Linked DNA regions of Mus musculus: region 2 is linked to region 1. Evidence: chromatin contacts called from public HiChIP or PLAC-seq data. All regions are on one chromosome and are shown on one strand. Each heading gives the region's core, a stretch centred on a gene start, on an enhancer-like site or on the middle of the called end of the contact. The rest is flanking DNA. Distances are from core to core; before and after follow the strand shown.

Region 1 (7,890 bases), core at 1,505-4,004:
CTTTCTCTAATGCCTGGATAAGGAACACAGGCATACTGGTCACAGTGCAGGGCAGAGTTTCTGGTGTGCCCCTTTCCCCAGCTCACTAGAAAGATAGCTCTTCCATCTTTTGCATTTCAACCAAAGGATGCTAATGGTTTGGAGTGACAGCTAGGGAGATGGCTTTCCTCCCTTCCTCCCTTCCTCCTCCTCTCCTCCCTCTCCCCCCCTCCCCCCGCCTCCGGTCTGTCAATCTGCTGACCATGATATCTAAGATGACTTGCTTTTCTTGTTGGGTCGGGGTTAAAATGAGATAGTGAGATATACTCACTGGGTAAGTGTAATGTCCAATTGGGAAAATACGCATAAAATGTGTTACCTCCGTGTCTGGTTTGCCTCAGAGGCCTCACTTAGCAGACACTGATCACCACCTCTACTGACACTTGATAAGACTAGAATAATACACTCATTCATAAACGTGTCGGTAATTTAGATTCTTTAAGGTAAACCTTGTTTTATCTTCTTTTGTGTTCTTTGTCATCTCTTCTGATCAATAATATTGTTTGGAAGAATAGTGGGCTTTGTATGCCACCATGAAGTGTCCCCAGATAGGGTAGGCTGGAGAAATTCCATGAGTGGACATTGTCTTTGGAATGCCCACAGTCTTAAAAAATGGGTTCTTCAGGAGGGGGGTTGGGAAAAGGAGAACTGGATTTCTTTGTGGGGGGGGGGGGTATTGCAGCTTAGGGCTAGAGGGATAACCAAGCACATGTAAGGCCTTGGGTTCTACAAAGGGGAGGGAGGGAGAGAGAGAGAGAGAGAGAGAGAGAGAGAGAGAGAGAGAGAGAGAGAGCATGTATGTAAAGGCATAGGCAGGCTGTGGTCACTAATGAAATAAATCAAGTATGTTTGTGTCCATCAAGCCTCTTTTGGGTACTGGGATAAAGACACACCTCTCAGGCACAGTGCCAAGGGGATCATATATTGGGAAATCTGCTTGTTCCTTCTTTGTTTTCAGTGCTGAAAAATGAGTCCAGGGCTTTGCGTATGTGAGGCACATCATCTATCATGGGACCATGCCCAATGTGAGAAACAGATATGTTTAAGCCACAGTTCTTGACCTCAGAGTCTCTAGTCAGTTGAAAGCCACGACTTCTTCTTTAAAACAAAGTCTATTTTGAGAGAGTCAAGCTAGAGATAATGTAAGATCTGTAATGGAATCTTCCTTCACCCAAGAAAAACTATAACGCTGTATTTTAATGACCATCACCTATAACCCCACACTATGTGTGCTGGCTGATTCCATCTCAATGGCCATCTTGTCTACCTTGAGGAGAGGCTGCTAACGATGCAGAAGATGCTTTCTGAGGCAGATTGGTTTGCTCACTATCTCAGTTAGTAAAGATACCAGAAGGCCACAGGTAGCATGCTTCTAATATGGCTTCAGGTGCTTCTATGACCTCAGGCAAATGTATACCAATTACACAAACATTCTACTTTTGTCATATGAACAACATGATTTTCTTAGCTATACAGCTCAGGCCTAACAGCCCAAAAGGATGACACACCATTTGTTTAGTCAGCACTGTTACCCAGTGCTTTGAGACTTATTGAGAAGATAGTGATAGGGAGTCCAACCGTCTTTAAATATTTTCTGCCAATATTAAGACTTTTTTTCCTTGTGAAAACATATACTCCATTTTAAGGCATGTAGTTCATTAGTGGCATTAGGTAACCATGTAACCATCTTACCTTCACCACTACCTACCTCTGGAAATTGCCATGACCCTAAACTGCAATCCTGTTCCCATTAGACACCAAGTGCTTGGCTCTTCCTCAGCCCTTGGTAATTCTATGAAAGTGACTATTCCAGAGGCCACAAAGGAGCAACATCACATGGCATTTACCATTCAGTGATTGGTAGTTTTACTTAGCCTAGTGGATCATATGTGAGTAGCTACGGTTAGATATGTTTCCTTTTTAAGGTTGAATGTTACTCCACCAACACTTTGTGTATCTGCTCATTTGCCAAAGGAAGCTTGGTTGGCTGCTAGCTTTTAGCTTCTGTGAATGATTGTGCTATGACAATGAACATGTAAATATGCCTTCATGACTCTTAAATTCTTTGAGAAATAACCAAGAATGACTCCTTTTATAATTAAAGGCAGTAGCCTGCACTGTGGGGCTCCAGAACAATACCTTAAAGTGTTGCATGAATACCTCAAAAAAGGAATTTGAAAGAGAAACAAGTTTAACAGACTCTGTTGGCCAAGGCACAAAAATTAACTAGGTAAAAGAGAGTTCTTGGCTAATAGTCTCATTCAGTGGGGTCTTCAAGTCATAGTGATAAACATTTCAGAATCCAAAAATCTATTTTAATTTGTTTTTTTTTCTTCATTCTGCTTAGTTTGTCCCTTAATTTATGGCTCTTTCATCGGAGCTGTTTCATTTACTGTAGCTTAATTTGATTTGTTATTTATTCAGAGCTCCAGTTAAATTGTTGAAAGTTCTTCACATATTATCACCCAAATTAGCAGCACAATGCCTGAAAGAGAAATGATTGCTGAGTGCCCTCGACTGAACTAAAAAGGCCAAAGCTAATGCAGTGGTCAGGACAGTAATTAAAGATATTTTTGAGAATTCAAAATTTTATAAATCACAGGACACATGGTATTTAAAAAAAAAAAAAAAAAGAACAACCAACTGTGAGCAATGTCCTCTGTGTCTCACGTTCAGAACAGGGCCAGAAAAATCAATGAGCAGTGTTGCTCTGCACATAATCAGATCTATAATTCTGACCTTTGAAACAGTGAACTTCGTAATGGTCCTCATTCATCAAGCGCTCTCCCGCTCAGCTTCTCCCTCCACATAATGAATTGTCCTTTTACTCAGATACTTAACGACTTGAGTTAAGTTTAGGCGCTACTCTTTAAGCCATAGCTCGCCATGAAAGTGAAGGGGGTACTTGGGATAGGAGCCTGCCATTCATACTGTTCTTTTGGAACACTGTGGCCCACACTAGGCTGATCTATCTGTTAGTGTCTCTAACAACTTGGGCAACAAGAGGTTGACCAGGGCAAAGGACACTACAGACTCCTGAGGGGTTGATACAGCCTGCTCTCAGAACCAGCCAGCTGAGGATTGACTAATGTGTGGCTCCCCGCAACAAGCTCTCCCTAAGCTAGAGGGAGGTAAAGTTTCATGAGTCATGCAAGGACTCTAGAGTCCCAGGTCATAGTATATACAATAAACACGATCTTAGAGCAATGCCTAGGGAGAAAAATTAGACTTGCTTGGAAATTCAGATGGATAGGCTCCTGCAGTCTAAGAACTTGCAAAATGATGGTCATAGTAGAGAGTAAACTTGATCCTAGACAAAGAGTGGAGGCATGTGTGCAGCTGCCTGCCAAGGAGCTGAGGTGGAGCGGGCTGGCCTGGCCATATGTGAATGTGTAACACAGTCAACCATTAGGGTGAGTGGGAGCTGGTTGAGGAACGGTGGCAACACTATGATATAGGCACTAGGTATGCTATGAGGGTTCCAAGGATCGGTGTCAGCCTAGACTACAAAGATCACAAGGTCATCATACATAGATAAGACATTTTGCTACTGAGCATTTCAGTAAACATCTTCTTCCTCAATCCCATTTTATTAATATTTCTTTTGGATATAGGCTCAATGAGTCAATGTGTTGCACAAACTCATTATTTAAAATGGTCAAAGGAGCCTATAACAAGGAAATAGTAGGTGATTAGCGGCCCAAGGCTGTCCTGGGGGTGAGAAGCCTCAAAAACTCCCAGACTGATTGCTACCACAGGCTGAAGTCTAGGCTTTTCCACTGTAGCAGCCCTGACTTGAGAAAGCTAATATTTTTATTTAAGATCCATGACTACACTATAGAGAAAAATTCATTTTCACATCTGTTTCTTCATTTTAAATCTTAATTCATGTTACTCATGAATAAAATGCTGAACAGTATACTATGTATAAAAGTGTGTTTTGAAGGTGGCAGAAAGATAAAGTAGTTGTTCCCAGAGGCTGAGCAATGTTTGGAAGGGGGAGGGGAACACCAGGGCACAGGGTGCAGTGGCATGTGTGGGGAACGTCTGGTACTTGGCAGCATGGGAGGTAAACTGTCCTTGATACCAGTTAAGCAAATATAAAGAGAATGCCAAATGTTCCCAGGAAAGAGAAGACAGACATCTGAGGTGACAGCCATGCCAGCAACCCTGACCTGATCCCTATACATCCTACATGTGTAGTAGATATTGCCCTGTGCCCTATCAAGATGTATCAGTGCCATGTACCCATTAAAACGAGTGCAATAAAAATGTAACAAACAATAGTTTAACTAACTACTACTGATTAGTCCATTCATCGTTTAATTAAGCCTATACAAAATTAGATATACATTTATTCAACTCAACGACTTTCATATTTTCACTTAAGAGTAGAAGCAATTATAGTCAACCTTCAAAATAATCTTTATCTTCCAAGCAGGGAATGTATCCATTAGAACATTACAGGAAAGCTAATCAAATGTGATACTATGTAACATATATTCCTGTGTTTTTACTATCTGTATTGCTAAGAGGAACACAGTATTCCCCATGTTTTTAAAAGCAAAAGCAATTAAAATGCTTGCACTATGTATTGTTTGTTCGTTCGTTTGTGGTACCAGTGATGGAAGCCAGAGCTTATACATGCCAGGAAAACACTCTATTCTGTATGCTTGGATTAAACAGGTATTTTGTTTGTCTTTAGGGAGGAGGTATTCTTCATGCTTGCTCTAGACCAAGCACTGTGACAGATGTGAGGCTAGGTGTGCATCGGTCACCAGGGGTCGTCTCATAGCTCCACCATCTAACAGGAAACACAGACGACTCCAACATCATCCCGAGAGTGGTCTTGCGGAGAGTGGATACCAGTGTGGAAGTGAGTACTGGCGAGAGCACAAAATCCCAGGTTTCTGGATAAGAATGGGCCTCTCAAGCAGGTGCAGTGTCTAGTGTTAGAGAAACAGAATCTGGAGATTTGTGGTTGTGTCTGAGAGTGCCCAGGAGAGAGAAAACCGACTATTCTTAGGTAGGGTGGCCTTGGCTACCTTTTGCCATGCTTTTTTCTTGCTTTGTTTTTACAAAGTGGGAGAATGGTTAGGACTCAATAAATGAGTTTGTTTTCACTTGCTGCTACAGGAGCTATAGAAACAGCCCCTTGCTAGTGCCAGAGGAGTAGTGTCAGCATACTGACTGAGGGTGCACAAAAATAACAACATCCCAAACTTCCTTCAGAGACCAAAATCCAGTCTGGGGTACACTTGGCAAAAAACTTGCTTTTTTTTTTTTTTTTTGCTTAGTAAACATATTATTCAACATTGTGTTTTGTCATACACTGCCAACAGTGACAAAACTATCAAATCAAAAAGCAAAGGGTCCCCTAATTAACACAATAGGTCTCTTTACGCTTTTGAACATTTATATTATAAATGAACATATAGGAGAGATTCCATTTATAACTCTATTCCCTATTAAAAAGAAATTCAGATTTATGCTAGAAATTCATGTCACAAGGATCACAGCTCCAGCTCCAACTCAAACTAGAAACTGGCCTGTTTTTTCCTTTCCTTTCTTTTCTTTTCTTTTCTTTTCTTTTCTTTTCTTTTCTTTTCTTCTCTTTCTTTCTTTTTTTGGGGGGGGTGTATGGAATTTTCTTCTATTTTGAGTATTTTTTCACAGCTATTTTTACTTATTAATCTGAAATGAAATGGGAAAGAAATGAGGTGAGTTCTGGGGATCTCTGAGACCCACATTTCAACAATCATGACTAAATAAAATGTCCTGTTTCTACAGCCTGGGTATGCTCTCTGTTACTAATAGAAGGTGAGACCATGTCAGCCCAGATAGGCACATGTTCTCTAGAGAATGGGAAGATGGTGGTAGACCCGAAGAGTCACTGGTCTGGAGAGAACCACTATGAAGTTTTTTTCCTGACTTTCTTGGCTAGATAGAGTTTCAGAGGCAAGATGCAAAGTGATAGGGTTTCACACATAAGCTATGCTAACATACAGAATAATGAGCTGAGCTGGAACTTGCCTGACCATGCACCAGGAATGAGGAGAACAACTGTACCCTGTGAGCGCCTGGCTCCATAGTAGCATGAGAGCCCAGCACTAAGATGGTCCAGAGCCTGTTCTGACCTCCTGGGACTTTCGGCATTTGAGGAGTGGGATTGAAGTCTGGCTTGGGCCTCACTGCAGCACACCAGTAGATCTCAGTAGATCATCTGTCCTCACTGCAGTACATACCGCCGCCAACATCTGTCCTCATGGGACACTTTGCTGGGTCTGTCAGAGCAGGTTGGAGTCCTAAAGTGATGTGTCTAATGTTACAGCCAAGCCTGTGCAGAAGCATCTGGGATTCAGACTTTTCTGGCAGTGTGGGGCAGTGGGCTGCACACAGACAGCCTGATCTCCAGCCGAGCATAGGTCTTGAACCCCAGGGGACCCAATGGGTGGTGATTTCCACCTACATGGGATGGAAGGTGTTTGATCATGTCTCCTGGACCCCTGGCTCCTGTCCAAGTTACCTCCCTCACAGTCCCGCAGGAGAGGTGTGTGACTATCAGTTACGTACACAATGTCCCAAGCTCCTGGCATTCTGGCTAGACTCCACCCCCACAGTTACCTGACTATAGCCAGGTATGCTCCTCCCCACAGTTACCTGATAGCCCAGCCCACTATAAAAGGGGCTGCGTGGCCCCTCCTCACTCTCTTTAAGCTTTCACCTTTCTTACTCTCTTCTCTAGCCCCCTTTCTCTCCCCCCACCACGTGGCCATGGAAGGCCCCTCTCTCTTTCTACCTTCTCTCTTTCGCCCTGCTTTGAACAATAAAGCTCTAAAACCATAGACTGTCTCTGCTCATCAAGGCCTGCCGTGCTTGAATCATGGGATAGGCTTTCCCCTATTGAGCCATGTCTAACCTCCCACTGGAAGGCCTTCCTGCGCTCCAGCCACAGACCGGACCAAGAACTCTTGCTCCCATGGGAACCACCCAGCGCTCCCCTTTATTTGTGCGCTCTCCTTCCTTTGGCCCTGGGGCTGCCCGAGCCACCCCTGGGGCCCCCATTCTGTTCTCAGCTCTTCCGAGGTATCCAGCGTGGGATGCTGGAGACTGAGAACTTGTTACTTAGGACTGCCCCTTGTCCACCCTCCGCCGAACTGGGGTCCAGTGGCTTCCCACAGCCAGACAACCACCGGGGTCACATGTAAAGCGTGTAGCAGTCCTGTGTCCACCTGCCCAGAGCACGGGAACTCTGGAGGGGCGCGGGTTTTCTCTCACTCCCTTCTTCCCCCCACATTCACTGCCCCACATGGCAGCACCTGTGTCCCAGTCAGTACAGTGCAGGTCTCTGTGAAGAGTGGTTTTGAGCTACCTAGCCCTCCCACTGAGTAAGCAGGGTCTTCTGCATAAAGAATCCTAGTGGGTAAAGGTGGGCCTTCCTTTGAGCTTCAGGAAACCCAGAGGATGGACTGGGGCGGTCAACAGATGTGGTTAAATACACTCGTGTGCACATCTATTCTGGTTTGAGCAAGCCAATGCATGTGCTGGAGTAAAATTCTCTACCACTGGTCTTTATTTAGATGAGTCCACGCTAAATGTACATATTTCATAAGTCACTGACAAAGAGGACATGAACATACACATTTCCTCGTGTACATTCGCAATGTGTGGCTTTGAAATTGGAATTTGAATTACATATCACACTTACAACATTTTCCACATACAGGTTCACACTGGGCTACAGCCGGGGGAAAATCTAGTCCCCAGGTAAGAAGGCAGAGCAGGAGATACGGTCAACACCAGCTTGCCTCTAGCCACACACATCAAGTGTCTCTCTGAAAACAGTGCTTT
Region 2 (7,890 bases), core at 4,040-6,539, 280 kb after region 1:
GGCTTTGCCTCTATTCAATCCCAATCCCAAACTGCCAACAGAGAGCTCTCATGACCAGAACAACATGGGCTGGAGGCCAAAAAAGATGGGAGAGGGCAAAGCATGTGGGATGAGCAGACAGGCAAAGCCTTTTACACATGTAGGTCATGAAGAACGGACATTTCTGGTTTCAGCATCTTCTCCAGCTTTGCTTCTCTGCCCCTCTCTGGGTTCCAGCTGCCCCCTATAAGCTCCAGGGCTCTATGTTCTGGAGAACCTCAGGATAATCTGATGCTATTCCAAGCAAGCAAGCACCTTGTTTCATTTAGGGATCTTACTGCTAATGTCTATAAAGTACTCTCACTGGATAATTCCAGCCCTCTTCCTTTATCCATCCTTATTTCCATATCCGGCTACCTACCTCTATCTCAAATTATAAGAGAAAGATGAATGGTCACAGAGAGGTCACTTGGAAACCTTGTCTTGGATGAAACTAAAATGGGCTTCGGCAATAGGATCTGTTATGACAGTCAGGCAGGCAGGAGAGTTGGCAGCCGAACAGATGCGGAACGGAGCAATGAAAAGCTGGGCCTTATGGAGATGCTGAGGACAGGAGAGATCCAGGTGACAAGAGAGGAAGTCTCCACACAGAGAATAGAGAAGCTGCAGAAACAGCTTATCGGTGTCCTTGCCTTGCGCTGGTAGAGACACCAACTACATCCCCAGCTCAGGAGGGAGGAGAAATGTTCCATCTGTCTACTGAAGGAATGCAAAAGCCAGGAAAGGTGACACCTAGGTGGAAGAGGCCCACCAAGGGCATCAAAGTTACTGATTATTCATAGTCACACCTAGAAAATAGGCACAGAGAAGAACAGTATACCCAAACTCTGGGGCAAGACTCAACCCCATACTCTCCCTGGCTTCCTCCCACCACATCCCAGACATATCAGGTGATCTGAGCTGCTGAACCCAAAAAGCATAAAACAGCATTGTGGCAGGAATGTACATCAGCCCTGTCTTAGTTAGGGTTTTACTGCTGTGAACAGACACCATGACCAAGGTAACTCTTATAAGGACAACATTTCATTGGGGCTGCCTTACAGGTTCAGAGGTTCAGTCCATTATCATCAAGGTGGGAGCATGGCAGCATCTAGGGAGGCATGGCGCAGGAGGAGCTGAAAGTTCTACATCTAAATGCTGCTAGGAGAAGACTGGCTTCCAGGCAGCTAGGACAAAGGTCTTAAATCCTACTTCCTTCAACAAGGTCATACCTACTCCAACAAGGCCACTCCTCCAAATAGTGCCACTTGCTAGGCCAAATATATTCAAACTACCACAAGTCCCATGGACCAGGACAAGCATTTTAGTTTCAAGTCTCAGTGGCCTTGACTCTTACAGGTGCAGTACCCAGGGTGTTGATTGAATTTCCCCAGAGACCAATGAGTTAAAGGCACAGTTTTCCAGCTGGTGCTACTGGGAACCAGAGAGACATTCAGGAAGTGGAGCCTAGTGGGCAATCTTCAGGTCCCTGGGACTGTCATCTCAAAGGAGATAACGGGACCATAGGCCCTTCCTCCTCCCCCTCATTAGTATCCTGGCTATAAGCTACGACAACTATTGTTCAGTCAGTGCCACAGGCCAAAGCCAGACAACGGACAACTAAACATGGACTGAAACTTTAAAAGCCACAAGGCAGAAATAGACCTTTCCTCTTTATAACTTGATTATCTCAGGTGTTTGGACACAGTGACAGAAAGTGAGCTAACAATTGCTAAGATGGACTGAACTGGAAAACTTTGACTCTGACATAGAGGAGGTATCCCATAACTGGCATCCACCTTTGTGGTTGTTACCATCATGAAAATCTGCATTTCTTTAAAATGCTTACAGTTTTTTCCCCCAAAAAGGAATTAACCACAAATCATGAATGAACACTTTAAACACACAGTGCATTAATAATGAATGAACAGTGAACACAGTGTTGAATTGTGCTAGTCACCTCTGCTTAGCTGTATGCCAAATGCCCAAGGGGTACAACTTAAAGGAAAGGAAAATGATTGTTTTGCTTATGGATTTATGAGGTTTTATACATGGCCACTTGTTTCCATTCATTTAGTGTGACGATTTATCACAGTATAAGTGTCATGCAAAAGACAGAGAACAAACAGGTCAAGGGACAAGAACCCAGGAATTGATTTCAAAGCATGTCCCATTGACATGCATCCTCCAGCAAGGTTCACTTGCTAAAGTCTCCAAACACCAGCTAAAAAGAGGGTCAGACACCTTCAAAAAGAACATTACAGACTCATACCCTGAGAACAGAGAAGATTTAAGTCACAACCCAAAAGGCTTATGGGTTTTTATGCAAAGCAACACCTTGTTTTCATACTGACTGCTTAACTTCATACCCAATTCATCATGGTTTTCTTCCAGATTAGCAGCAATCTGTGACACTGCATGTGTGGTTTCAGTAATTCACGGTCACTTCTTTGTCACCGTGTAACACTGTGGGTGATAGGGCTAAAGTGTGCCACCAAATTCAAGCTAAGTTTCTAGTCCTTGGAAGTCAACGAGGAATGGGGAGTTAGATCTTGCTTGCTTTAATTCCCACACAGTAAGCATTTACTTAAAGGGGCTATGCTTGCTTTAACCCCCATAGAGGAAGCATTCCCTTAAAGGGGCAGGCTATACTTCCTGCCTGTGGTTCAGTTCCTCTCTTTCCATGATGTAAACAGGAATTTGGGCTCAGGATGCAGGGACCAGAATCTCATAAGGGAGATCTACTTGGTCCTGTGTTATTACCAAGTTCAATTTGCCTCTTTTGGCAGGAATGGAAGCCTTTTGGGCCAACAGACTCTGCCAGCCCTACTCAGCCCTCAGCCACTACCCATGAGCCTCTTCAGCATGCAGCATTAATTATCCAAGAGAGGATCAGGAGATAAGAAATGGGTAAATTAAATTCCACTCTATCAATTTTGTTTCTAGTTCATAGATCTCATGATATAGAGGAAAAATATTGAAAAATATGAGGTTTGGGGACAGCCTTTAATACACTCACTCAAGCTCCATCGAATGCTCATAACCGACTGAGCACAGTGCTCATGAATATGCATGAGCCTGGGACACGCACATGTATCTTCTTGGCAGAGCTGGAAAAGTCCACTCATCCTTGTTACGGTTAGAGAAGAGTGTTAGAAATCCGAGAAGCAATGGCAGAGCCTACACCTACCTAAGACCGGTGATCATACATAGACCCTGCCCACGGTCAGTCTCATGTTGTAATAAAGTCAGAATCTATATATATTAAACCACAACTCCTATATTAAACACATACAACAGCAGACCAACGCTCCATGATCAGGATCCTTGCCCCTGCTAAGTTTCTTGTTCCCTCATGAGCACAGTAGTATACCTTATTCACTCACTTCAGAGTAGCTTGGGTGTTGAAACCAAAAACAGTTCACGACCATAAGACAGAGTGCAAGCAGTGTTTTGTAGTAATGAATACTGTCTTCCCAGGCTCTGGTTAGATTCTCTGTTGCTGTGGTAAAGCAGTGCAAGTTAAAGCAATGAGGGGAGGGAAGGGTTTATCTCATGCCTCTTGGTCACACTTCAACACAGAGTGAAGTCAGGGCAGGAACTGAGGCAGAAGCTAGCTGTGAGGGAAGGCTGCTTGCTAGGTGGCTGGGGTGGCTCATCTTCTAGCTCAGGCTGCTGTCCACAGCAGGTGTGGGCTTCCACAGTGTTATCAATTTAAGACAATCTCTCACAGACATGGCCACTGAGCAATTTAATCTGTGAGATTCCTCAATTGATGTTCTCTTTCTACGTGACTCTAGGTTGTACTAAGTTGTCCGAAAACAAAACGAAACAAACCAACCAAATATAAACAAAAAAAGTAACCAACACGTCTCTTTTTGTATTTAAGTATTTATTTAGGTAATACAACATCTACAGATCTTTGACAGGAAACATGAGAGGGGAAAGGCTGGGTAAATCAATGGACATGTGGGTAGATAGCTAATAAGATTTAAAACACCTACGACAGTCAGCTGCTACTTTAAATTTAGGCCACCACTTAGGCACAGGATGTTGTCCTAATGGCCCTCATAGGCTGAAAATCCTCCTCAAAAGGCCTGGGACCTGAGTGCTATGGGTTTGGGACTTTTTTTTCAGATTCTAAAATATTCATAAACGCAAAGATGTTTTGAGGAGAGGAGCCATGTTTAATGTCTAAATTAATTCTCCTTCATGTGTGCCTTGTGCTTACAGCTGGAATGGATACACACAACAGCCTCAGCTCACCTGCGTCTTTGCCAGGTGTGTGATTTCTCACCTGCGGTGCCATGTCTGCTCAGAAAGTGTCAGATTCCGGAGCATTTCAGGATTTTAGATTATCAATTTTTAACCAGTATTCTAATTAGCATCCTTCATATTAATTTCCTCCTCCCTCTCAAATTCCCAGTTTTCTACATCTGCTGCCAATGTATTTCTCAGCATAAGGTATGTAAGAAAATAATCTTTGCTAACACAGACACTTTGGTAAACATCTCTCTAGAAATCTCTCTGTCAGCACCAGCACAAGAAGATTAGTGACATTGTCAATAATTTCACTGGTAATGATTGGAGCTGGGGACCTGTGATGAGATGGGAACCTGTGGAAGCCAGAAAGAAAACTCGCAACAAATACAAAGTTGCTTTTCTCAAGCTAACACCCTTAGAGGAAGGGAGGCCCAGTGCCTGGAGAGGTAGCTCCCCTGTCCTCTGGCAAATGAAGATGGAAGGAGGTGGGAGACAGATACGGAAAGACTGTCTGCATCCTCTGCTCGTCCCTTGTTCATAACTCTGCTTCATCCTGAGCCCCGGGCACCTTAACCATCACCACCTTTGTCACCATGAACAAGAACTCTACCTGTCCCTCCCGTCCTGGCATCAAAAGTGAGGCTCTTAACATTTAAAGGCAAACATACAGGAAGCAATCAAGCAAACAGTACTAGCCCCGTGTCTATGCAGTGCCCTTGGATCCCTGCAAATGGGCACAAGTGTGACCAGCACTTGCACGTCTATGCAGCACCATTAAATACAGTGTTGGCACCATCTCTGGCTACAGCCCTGGTCTACACAAGCCAGAACCAAGCATGGCCTCTGCAGCTCCGGTCCAGCTTCAGCCAGTTTCGCCTTGGCTGTTTGGCTGACTCTTAAATCAATCTGTTGACTATTTTAACTCTGTTCCCTAGAAATGGAGCCGTAGGTTGGTATGATAGCATTTGTCCCAGCATATGCCACAGCCTGGGCTTGGGGCCCATAATGATTACTTGATATGTTTGTTTTTCTAGAGCCTCCTTTCCTCCAATAACTGCGAGTTCCTGGCAGAGCCTATCCCTTTGGTTTCTGCAATCCATGATTGATTAGATGAGTGCCGTGTGTTGTGTCGGCTGATGTCAACACAGCCCGGTCAGTTTCCTGCTTATTCTACTTCTCTGTGAGCTCGCTGTAACTCAGGATCATTCATACCCTGCAGACAGAGCTCAAGTCCTGTGTCGTGGAGACATCCTGATGAGGTCCTAGAAGGGTTCTTGATGTGCAGAGCAAATTGCACATTCGTTTCTGGGATCAGAAATTCAATTCGACCAAGAGAAAGTCAAGTGCTGAAACAATAAGCTAATTCCACTTTCAAGATGGCTTCAGTGAGTCCCTCACCGAGGACTCCACCCCTTTCCAGTGGGTTAAGCCCTGCAGGTGGGGTTGAATACTATCCTCAGGTTACTCCCCTTGACCTCCATGGCTGTGGACCTCCCTCTTCCTAGTTTACACCTGAAGTGTTGTCCCACTCCTTGGGACTGAACCCAAGTGGGCATTTCAAATCTATTTTTAATACTACAAATGTGATCCATTTTTCTAGGCTTTCCTTTGATTGAGGAATGGAGAGGTTCACATTTTACTTGGTTCCGATTCTCAAGAAAACACCGTGGAACCCATTTGTCCTTTTCACACTGCATGACCTGACTGCCTTCCTGCTCTCAAGAGGAGCACATAGTTCTGCACCCACGGCAAGCGTTCTGCGCCCTGGGACTTACAATCCAAATGGAAAGGCCGGACAGCGGCACAGGAAAGAAATAGTCCTGGAGCAAAGAATGCAATCATCAAGAGTCAAGAAGTTCAGAAAAAACGGCTTCCCATCCTGCTGTCAGAGGAACGAGTGAGATTTAAAGCTCAATTCTCAAAACTCTTTGGACTTTGATGGTATTTTGGGAAGTCTTTATCTCAATTGTACCAAGATTGAAGGGAAAGGGTTTATACACAGCACAGCAGGTTACTGGAGAGGTTCAGAAATTGTATCAGGAACTGAAGGGCTGGGAGCAATCATCTTTTGAAAGGGAATGGGTAGAGCCTGGGGGAGGGAGGGAGAAGCTATGGTGGAGGTAAGAGCAGCAGGGTAGGGTGCAGCCAGGAAATGTGTGAGCTTGGTTTGCAAATCTGAAGCTCGCCAGACTTCCACCAGCAGATAACTGTCATAGGGCAAGTTCAAAAGCAAGGAAGGTCACAAGGTTGACAGCTCTGGGCTTGGAGGTGTGCCTGCGGGTCATCTACAGAGAGAGAGACTCACTACGAGTTGTAGAAGGAGCTGCAGCACCTTAGGGAGTGACAAGAATGGAGGTCCATTTTGAGTGTTTCTGTCCTTTCAACATAAATAAAGCCAATCAAGCTCTATTTTCTATTGGCGGAGTCTAAACTTGTGCCCTTGAAAATAAGAGATTCCAAAGAATGGAGAATGGCTGGGGTGCTCAACTCTAAGCAGGACAACTAAATATATCACCCCCTCCAGGGCTCAGGGAACATCCTAAAGAGTGGGAAGAGAATGGAAGCTTAGGAGATTGGAGGGGGCACTGTGTCTTCTGCACACAGCAAGGCCACGGTACTCATGAGCTCACTACTTACAGGGTAACTTGTACAAGGTTGGATTCCTCAGCCTGTCAACGTGTGTGGTGCTCAGGAGACCCCTTATCGGTTACAAAGGAAGTAGGGACCGTGAATAAGTGGTTGGGGAAGAAGTATTGTCTTCAGTCCTGAACCCAAAGATAATATGACCACCCTGCAGTAAACAACCCCTAATTCCTGCTCACACAAGCAACCTTAGTGAAACTCGGTGAATCTGAGAGGTGGGGGGGGGGCAGGCATTGGAGGGATTTTAGAAAGAAGAAAGATGTCAGTGGGAGAAGGGGGAGAGATATGAGAGGGCAATTGTGAGACAATGACCCAAATTTCAGTATATACATATATAAAGCTTTTTAAACAATATTTATTTATTTTATTTTATTTTTAGTATAGAAATAGTGTTTATTTAGGGCATGGGGAGGGGAGTTGAGGGAGGGGTAGAGACAGAGAAAGGCAGAGAGAGAAGAGACAGAGAGAGAGGGAGAAGGAGAAGAGAAGGAGAGGAATAGAGGCTGCCCAGGAACACATGGGGAGAGGGGGGAGGGGAGTGGGGAGAGAAGGGACAGAGGGGGGGAGAGGGGAAGAGAACAAAAGAAGAATATTTATTTTTAAGGGAGGTGGGGTAAGAGATGACCACTGAGAAAGAAGGTAGAGCTGAATGTGAGATACTCAACACAGTCGGGATCTCGGAGCTCTCCCAAAGCACACCCACATTGAAATGAAGAGGGGGCAACTGAGAAGGGCTTAGGGCAAGGGAGATAAAATCTGCTGACAGAGACTGAGAGAGACAGTCGGTTGCTCAAGGGAAGAACGCCATCTCAAACAAAAGCATAGTTTCATTTCATTAGTATATGAAGTTTAATTAAATATTTCCATTTGCAAAGTCAGACAAATGATTCCCATTATCAAGAGCCTTTGTGCTGCCTTTAAATGACAATCTGGCAGAACACACACACACATATCTTAAGATTTCAA

What was found. HiChIP or PLAC-seq counts read pairs in DNA pulled down with a chosen protein or histone mark.
Region 2: a contact with region 1 is called in an H3K27ac HiChIP or PLAC-seq map of hepatocytes, with 6 times the contacts expected there. The contact joins two enhancer-like sites. A contact is called at or near these places in 5 of 484 Hi-C or Micro-C datasets (all in liver) and 3 of 115 datasets of contacts at active chromatin or transcription factors (hepatocytes and liver).

What each region holds. Positions count from the first base shown.
Region 1 is chr17:66,878,402-66,886,291 of GRCm38.p6, forward strand. All of the region lies in intron 14 of Ptprm (protein tyrosine phosphatase, receptor type, M), which reads right to left. Among named protein-coding and RNA genes, the nearest start is that of Mir5709, 140 kb to the right of the region's middle. Within about 2 kb of position 2,755, at least 9 of the 459 cell types and tissues checked have an H3K27ac peak or open chromatin away from gene starts, as enhancers often do. A contact at or near this core is called in hepatocytes, where this site is marked.
Region 2 is chr17:67,154,457-67,162,346 of GRCm38.p6, forward strand. All of the region lies in intron 2 of Ptprm (protein tyrosine phosphatase, receptor type, M), which reads right to left. Among named protein-coding and RNA genes, the nearest start is that of Gm52313, 130 kb to the right of the region's middle. Within about 2 kb of position 5,290, at least 11 of the 459 cell types and tissues checked have an H3K27ac peak or open chromatin away from gene starts, as enhancers often do. A contact at or near this core is called in hepatocytes, where this site is marked.